Regions from separate parts of the Rattus norvegicus genome. Here region 1 is linked to region 2. Evidence: chromatin contacts called from public Hi-C data. All regions are on one chromosome and are shown on one strand. Each heading gives the region's core, a stretch centred on a gene start, on an enhancer-like site or on the middle of the called end of the contact. The rest is flanking DNA. Distances are from core to core; before and after follow the strand shown. Region 1 holds the start of Lekr1 (leucine, glutamate and lysine rich 1). Region 2 has its middle 54 kb from the start of Tiparp.

Region 1 (2,700 bases), core at 34-2,533, 84 kb before region 2:
TAGTAAATGGAAACGATAGTATCGTCGGCTCCACAGAACCATTTTCCCCTTAAATAACCAACCATATGTCCTCTTAAAGTACCATCTACAAAAGTATTAGCAAGCATGGACCTAAATAACGTATAAATTCAAGGTACCAGTGGGATATTTATTATTTAATGCCTTTCACTGTGACTACTCTAATGTATTACTATATCATCAGAAGGCTTCTGGTTATGAAAGAAAAATTAAAAATGGCACCCTGGTAAATTAGAAGGATCTCCAAGACACAGGGGTGGAGAAGAAACTGATTTTAATGCACATGGCAGAAGACATGGTGACAAAATTAGGGATCTCATTTTTTTCATGCAGCCAAGATAGAGTCGTTGGATTCATCCCAAGAACATTTGTAACTTGTCCCTGTATAAAGAAGTCTTTAACATTATTTTATTGTAAACCCATGTAAACTGTGAGTACGAACTGTAGTAACTCGCTGCTTTTCTGATAAGCAATGCATGATGGTTACAAGAGGTAGGCACCTTAAATTCCCGAGGTGACTGACTACAAGGGCACTACTTTCTTTAACGTTTATTTTTGTTATGCCTGTATTTTAAAGAAATGGCTTCTAAGTCTTTTAGAATTGGGTCTTTACAAAGATGTGACTACCCATGAAAAGAACTGTGGAATTCGCAGATAATTCTGCTTTTCAAGAACTGTGGGGCTGTTTGCTCTTTAGCAGGAGAAAACTTGTGATTTTTAATTTGCCCATTCATTACTTTACTAAACAAGTTCCTTTCGGTCCTTCCCAGTATATATGTGGAAACTGTCCTTGGCAAAAGTACAGTAGTACGTGGCCGCTGCTGCGTGCAAGTTTACGAACCTTCTCTGTGACACTGGTCACGAGATAGACGTGTGTGTTCTTAAATGCCGAAACGTCCTTGGTGGTTCATTTCCGACTCTTACACCGGTGTCACGCCCGGTCATTAACTCCGGTTCTGCTTCCAGGCCCTTCCTCTAGTACCATTCCCGGGCCGTGATTCACAAGAGGGCAGGTCAGGGGCAGGAGAGCGGGAGGTCACGCCCCGCGACTGCAGGAAACTAACTGCCCGACTCGACCGCGCCGGCCCAGGCCTCGCCCGAGGCACCGAGAGGCCGCCCTGCCTTCCTCCTCCCCGCCCCCGCTGCCCCGCCGTCCCGCGCGGCTGGCCTTAGCCCCGGAACAAAGTCCCTGCCGGCCTGGTCCTCTGAGAACTGAGAAAGGCCATGACCCTCACCTAGCCCGGGACTCCGCTGGGTGTAAAACGGCTTCCCCGGTCTCCCGGGCGACCGCACTGCACGTTGTCCTGACGTCAGAGCGCAGTGACGTCACTGCCCACGCCGTCGCCGACGCGGAAGCAGAGCTCCTTTGCATCACTTGTCCCAAAAGCGAGCTAGACGGAAGCTGGCGAAGGCGGCGGGGGTCGGAGGAGAGGGCGGATTTACGCGCGGTTCTGTGACGGACCGGGTTGAGGTCTGGAACCCGTGGGGACGACAGGCAGCGGAAGTGGGGGGCAGTGTGGTCTACTGCAGGGGCAATCATTGCTCTCAAGAGGAGGAAAAAGATGCTTTTAAATGGAATGACAGCACATCCTCAGCCATTGCCGCGAGGGCAGATTGACTGGGGAAGGCTTGCGTAGAATTTCATTCTATTCCGAAAGTCAAGATGAAAGGTTTAGCTCATGAACTGTTAATGAGACGTGCTATTGAACACTCAAATTGTGGAAGGCCTCAGGTTTTTACGCACTGACGACTTACCTTTATTCATACTTTATTCATAAAACAAATATTGATGACCTACTACGAGACAAGCAAGCAGGATGAGATGATGCTTGGTGACTAACACAGGCCACTAGTATGATTAGTGTCTTCTTCGTAGTCTGCTCCTTTTTCAGGATTATCTGCGGTCTAAAGTGCTGATACTCCAGGAACTAAAGAAAACAGTTTCTTTGCAGAAAAGACAGTAATTACTGTTAAAGAATAATTTGCATGAATAGAAAGAAAAGACACTGAAGAGAGGAGGGTGAAAAAGTGGTTCAAAATAGTGCCAGAACTATTGAAGCTGCTGGTTGATACCTAGTTTGAAAATAGCCACATGAAAATAGTGAATACTTCCCTAAGTCATGAAAGGTATAGTTAATACAGAAACAACAGTTACTTACTATTGTGTAACTATTATTATGTGCCATATTGAATACATACCAGTGTGCTAGAAACAGAAGGCTTCCGACAGCATCACCACAAACACTTGAGTTATGCATTGCACAAAATGTTACCATAACTTTAACATCACTGGATATTAGAAATTGTATAGCCAGTGTACTGGTCTGTTATTAACCAAAAATACTGTTATAGAGCACATAACTACAGTTTTGGCGATAATATTCCTTACTGAGCATTTATATCTAAAAGGGAAGGCACCCGTCTGAAAGTGGGGTAAAATACCGTGGAAACGCTGTAATTCACTTTCATCTATGCCTACTCATTACACATCACCCTGAGTCCATTTTCCTTGCCACTATAACTGCCCCTCAAACCTAAATCTCATTGCTGATTAGCCACAAGCCAGACTTTCTGTAGGGGTGCCCCATGTGAATTTGTGCCTAGTCCGATTGCATCTTGTTATGCCGTGTTTAGTGAATATTACTAGAAGGCTTGGACTTTCCTGAAGAAAAATGGAGGAGC
Region 2 (2,700 bases), core at 21-2,520:
AGGCCCTTCAGAAGTCTTCAGGCCCTGAGAGCTTGTGAGGCCTCAGGACGGAGGGGAGGGCACGGGAAATGGCTTTCCCAGGTGTGTGCTGCTTCACAGACATCTTCCCAAAACCAGGAATCCACAACTACCCACGCCGTCCCCCTGTCCAGCACGTTAGGTAATCTAACAAGGTTCCAGGCTGGCACGCACTAGTTACGTGATCTGATTCTATTTATAATACTTAAAATGCTATCGACGAAATCATCTCCACTCAGCTTTTTTTTTCCTTGAGTTGATATTTTTTTTCTTTTTGACACTACTAATAAGAAAAGTTCTGAGGGGGCATGGAGACCCTCTCAAGCTGTCTTCCTCCAAGAGAGCAACTCTGGGCTGTCTTCCTGAGCCAGTCTCCTCTTTCAGAAAAGAACAAGCTCTATGACCTTGAACCAGAACATATGCCTTTATGGCTGGGATTTTCTTTGCTCTTGCTAAATGGAGAAAAATAAAGGTAGTTCGCTTGAATCCCCACGGTGGGAAAAATGCATTCAGCACTTGGATCTTGCTGGGCTCCTCCATGCCATAGACACTGCCCCTTGACTCCCTGTTGTACTGTGGAATTCCCCCTGGCACTACCCGAAGGGTTAAGAAAAACAAAAGCGCGGGGGGGGGGGGGGGGTGCGGATCCCGTCCTCTATTAGCGACAAAGCTTGGGGCTGACTCAAAGTAGAGGAAAGGCTGGTGCGCTGCCTAGTCTGTGTTTACTGAACTGCTCTCTCAGACACTCCCGGAGCAAGACACACATCCCCCTTCATCCACCTGAACTCGCTCTGAGAAATGATGCCTTCTGCTTTGCTACATGGTTTTGAGGAAGAAACAAACACTTTTAAAAAGAAGTTAAAACCTGAATGTGGTGGAGGAGGCCACTCAGATCAGAGAAATGGTTCTAAGTTCTAACCCTCTGCACTTCCCCCACCCCCAACCCCCTTCCCCCCAAATTCTGAACTTAAGATGTTCTTTCCTTCGGAGTCTGTTTTCGTTTTGTTTTGTTCAGTTCTGTTTTTAACAGAAAAACAACTGCATTATAGCTTCCCACCCTCACTTCTGTGGCGGAAGGCGTGGTCATAGCTCCTGGCCTCTTGGCCTCTGAATCTTCAGAGTGAATTTAACTGAGTCTGCTCTCCGGTCCACCGTGCACCGGGATAGGTAAGAGTCAAGAAACTAGACACAGTGGAGTCCACATTTCCCAGGCCTCCAAGCTGTTCGGATCCGAGTGCCACCCCTGGCTCTGCGTGCTTTGGAGCCTTGGTGTGGAGGAATGTGAAGTATTCTGGATACCCAGCCCTGCCCACGCTCAGCCTCTCTGCATCTTTTCACTTTCGCACGGAGTTTTTGATCACTATGTTCACTTTCATTATCATGTTGGAACACCCTTTCCTCCTCAGCACAATGTGGAATGTCTAAGCTGTACCTGAAGGAGAAATAGACCCATACTTAGAGGTAACCTCTGTTCTATCTATGCCGCCACGTGGTCATAAACATGGAAGGGTCCTGTCCCTCCTCTAGACCTCTAGGATGGCTAAATTTTCAGTGATTCACAATTTTGGATTCCTCCGTGTACTGGTGGTTTTGAGACAGCAGTGTATCCCATCCAAGATAGAGAGGCTTTTGTGAACCGCTGGAGCTGATGGCTTCTGGGTCCTTTTCAATCCTAACATTTGTTTTCTCTTTCCCTAAATGTACTTCCTCCTCTGCTCTCAGTAGCTTACCTTTAAACTGCTGAAGCCTCTGTGCCTTCTAGGTGGTCCCATGACTTCAGACCACTCTCCTCTCAAGGCCGAACAAAGTCTGGACGTTCCACACTGTAGAAGAGCTAGGCTGTGTGGTGATTCTAACAATGTCGTCTTTATTTAAAGGGGTGCAGTGGAGGGTCAGAAATCAGGCAGCCAATATCACATAACCACAGGTTGGGTCGGAGGTCATCTGTAGGCAGGCAGAGCGCAACATTCCCTGAGTGCCGTGTCCTACTAGACACACAAAGAGGTTTCTGCTGCCGGGAAAGAGCATTGCTGCCGAAGAGGTGGGGGATAAGACACGTCTAAGAGCGTTCTCGTGACCCACCGACACCCACACCATGAGTACTGAGAACCGATTTAGTTTCCTTCCTACTCCTATGACCACCGTTGACAAGCTCCCACCTTCGCGATGGGCTCCAGTGTTGGAGAATGTCAAGCACTCGGGGAATACAAATATTTACTTGTGTGGAAATATTTTATTGGTGCTGCCCATGAGCAAAGGCCAAAAAATGTGTTTTTTCTACATCCCATGATCTTGTTCTAATTCATACAGTGTAGATTTTTAAGAAAAAAGAGAAAAACAGAAGCAGTGCACACACACACACACACACACACACACACACACACACACACACACGAGGTGGGATGGGGGAACTGGCTGTGTGGTTGTAGAAAAAGAAGACAAATGTGAGTTGTTTGAGGGAAAACAACGTTCAAATGTAGGAGATGCTGAGCGCTCAGCAGGTGTAAATGAACATGAAGCACGACTTTAAAAAGACCCCTCCAATTTAGAAAGTAAACGTCAAGAAGAAGGCTCCATGCGGTGAGGAATTTGAAGTTATGGGCTGGCGAGATGGCTCAGCTGGAAAGGTGCTTGCTGCCAAGCCTAAAAACCTGAGTTCAATACCTGGGACCCACAAGGTAG

Evidence for each region. A called contact is a pair of places that touch in the nucleus more often than the background predicts.
Region 1: a contact with region 2 is called in a Hi-C map of Schwann cells, with 1.8 times the contacts expected there. The contact joins the promoter of Lekr1 here to the enhancer-like site in region 2. A contact is called at or near these places in 2 of 12 Hi-C or Micro-C datasets (the A7r5 cell line and Schwann cells).

What each region holds. Positions count from the first base shown.
Region 1 is chr2:152,199,765-152,202,464 of GRCr8, reverse strand. Lekr1 (leucine, glutamate and lysine rich 1) reads right to left here and starts at 1,283. Exons shown (of 13, transcript NM_001115029.2): 1 at 860-1,283.
Region 2 is chr2:152,116,156-152,118,855 of GRCr8, reverse strand. No RefSeq gene overlaps it. Among named protein-coding and RNA genes, the nearest start is that of Tiparp, 54 kb to the right of the region's middle. Within about 2 kb of position 1,270, at least 11 of the 93 cell types and tissues checked have an H3K27ac peak or open chromatin away from gene starts, as enhancers often do. A contact at or near this core is called in the A7r5 cell line and Schwann cells, where this site is marked.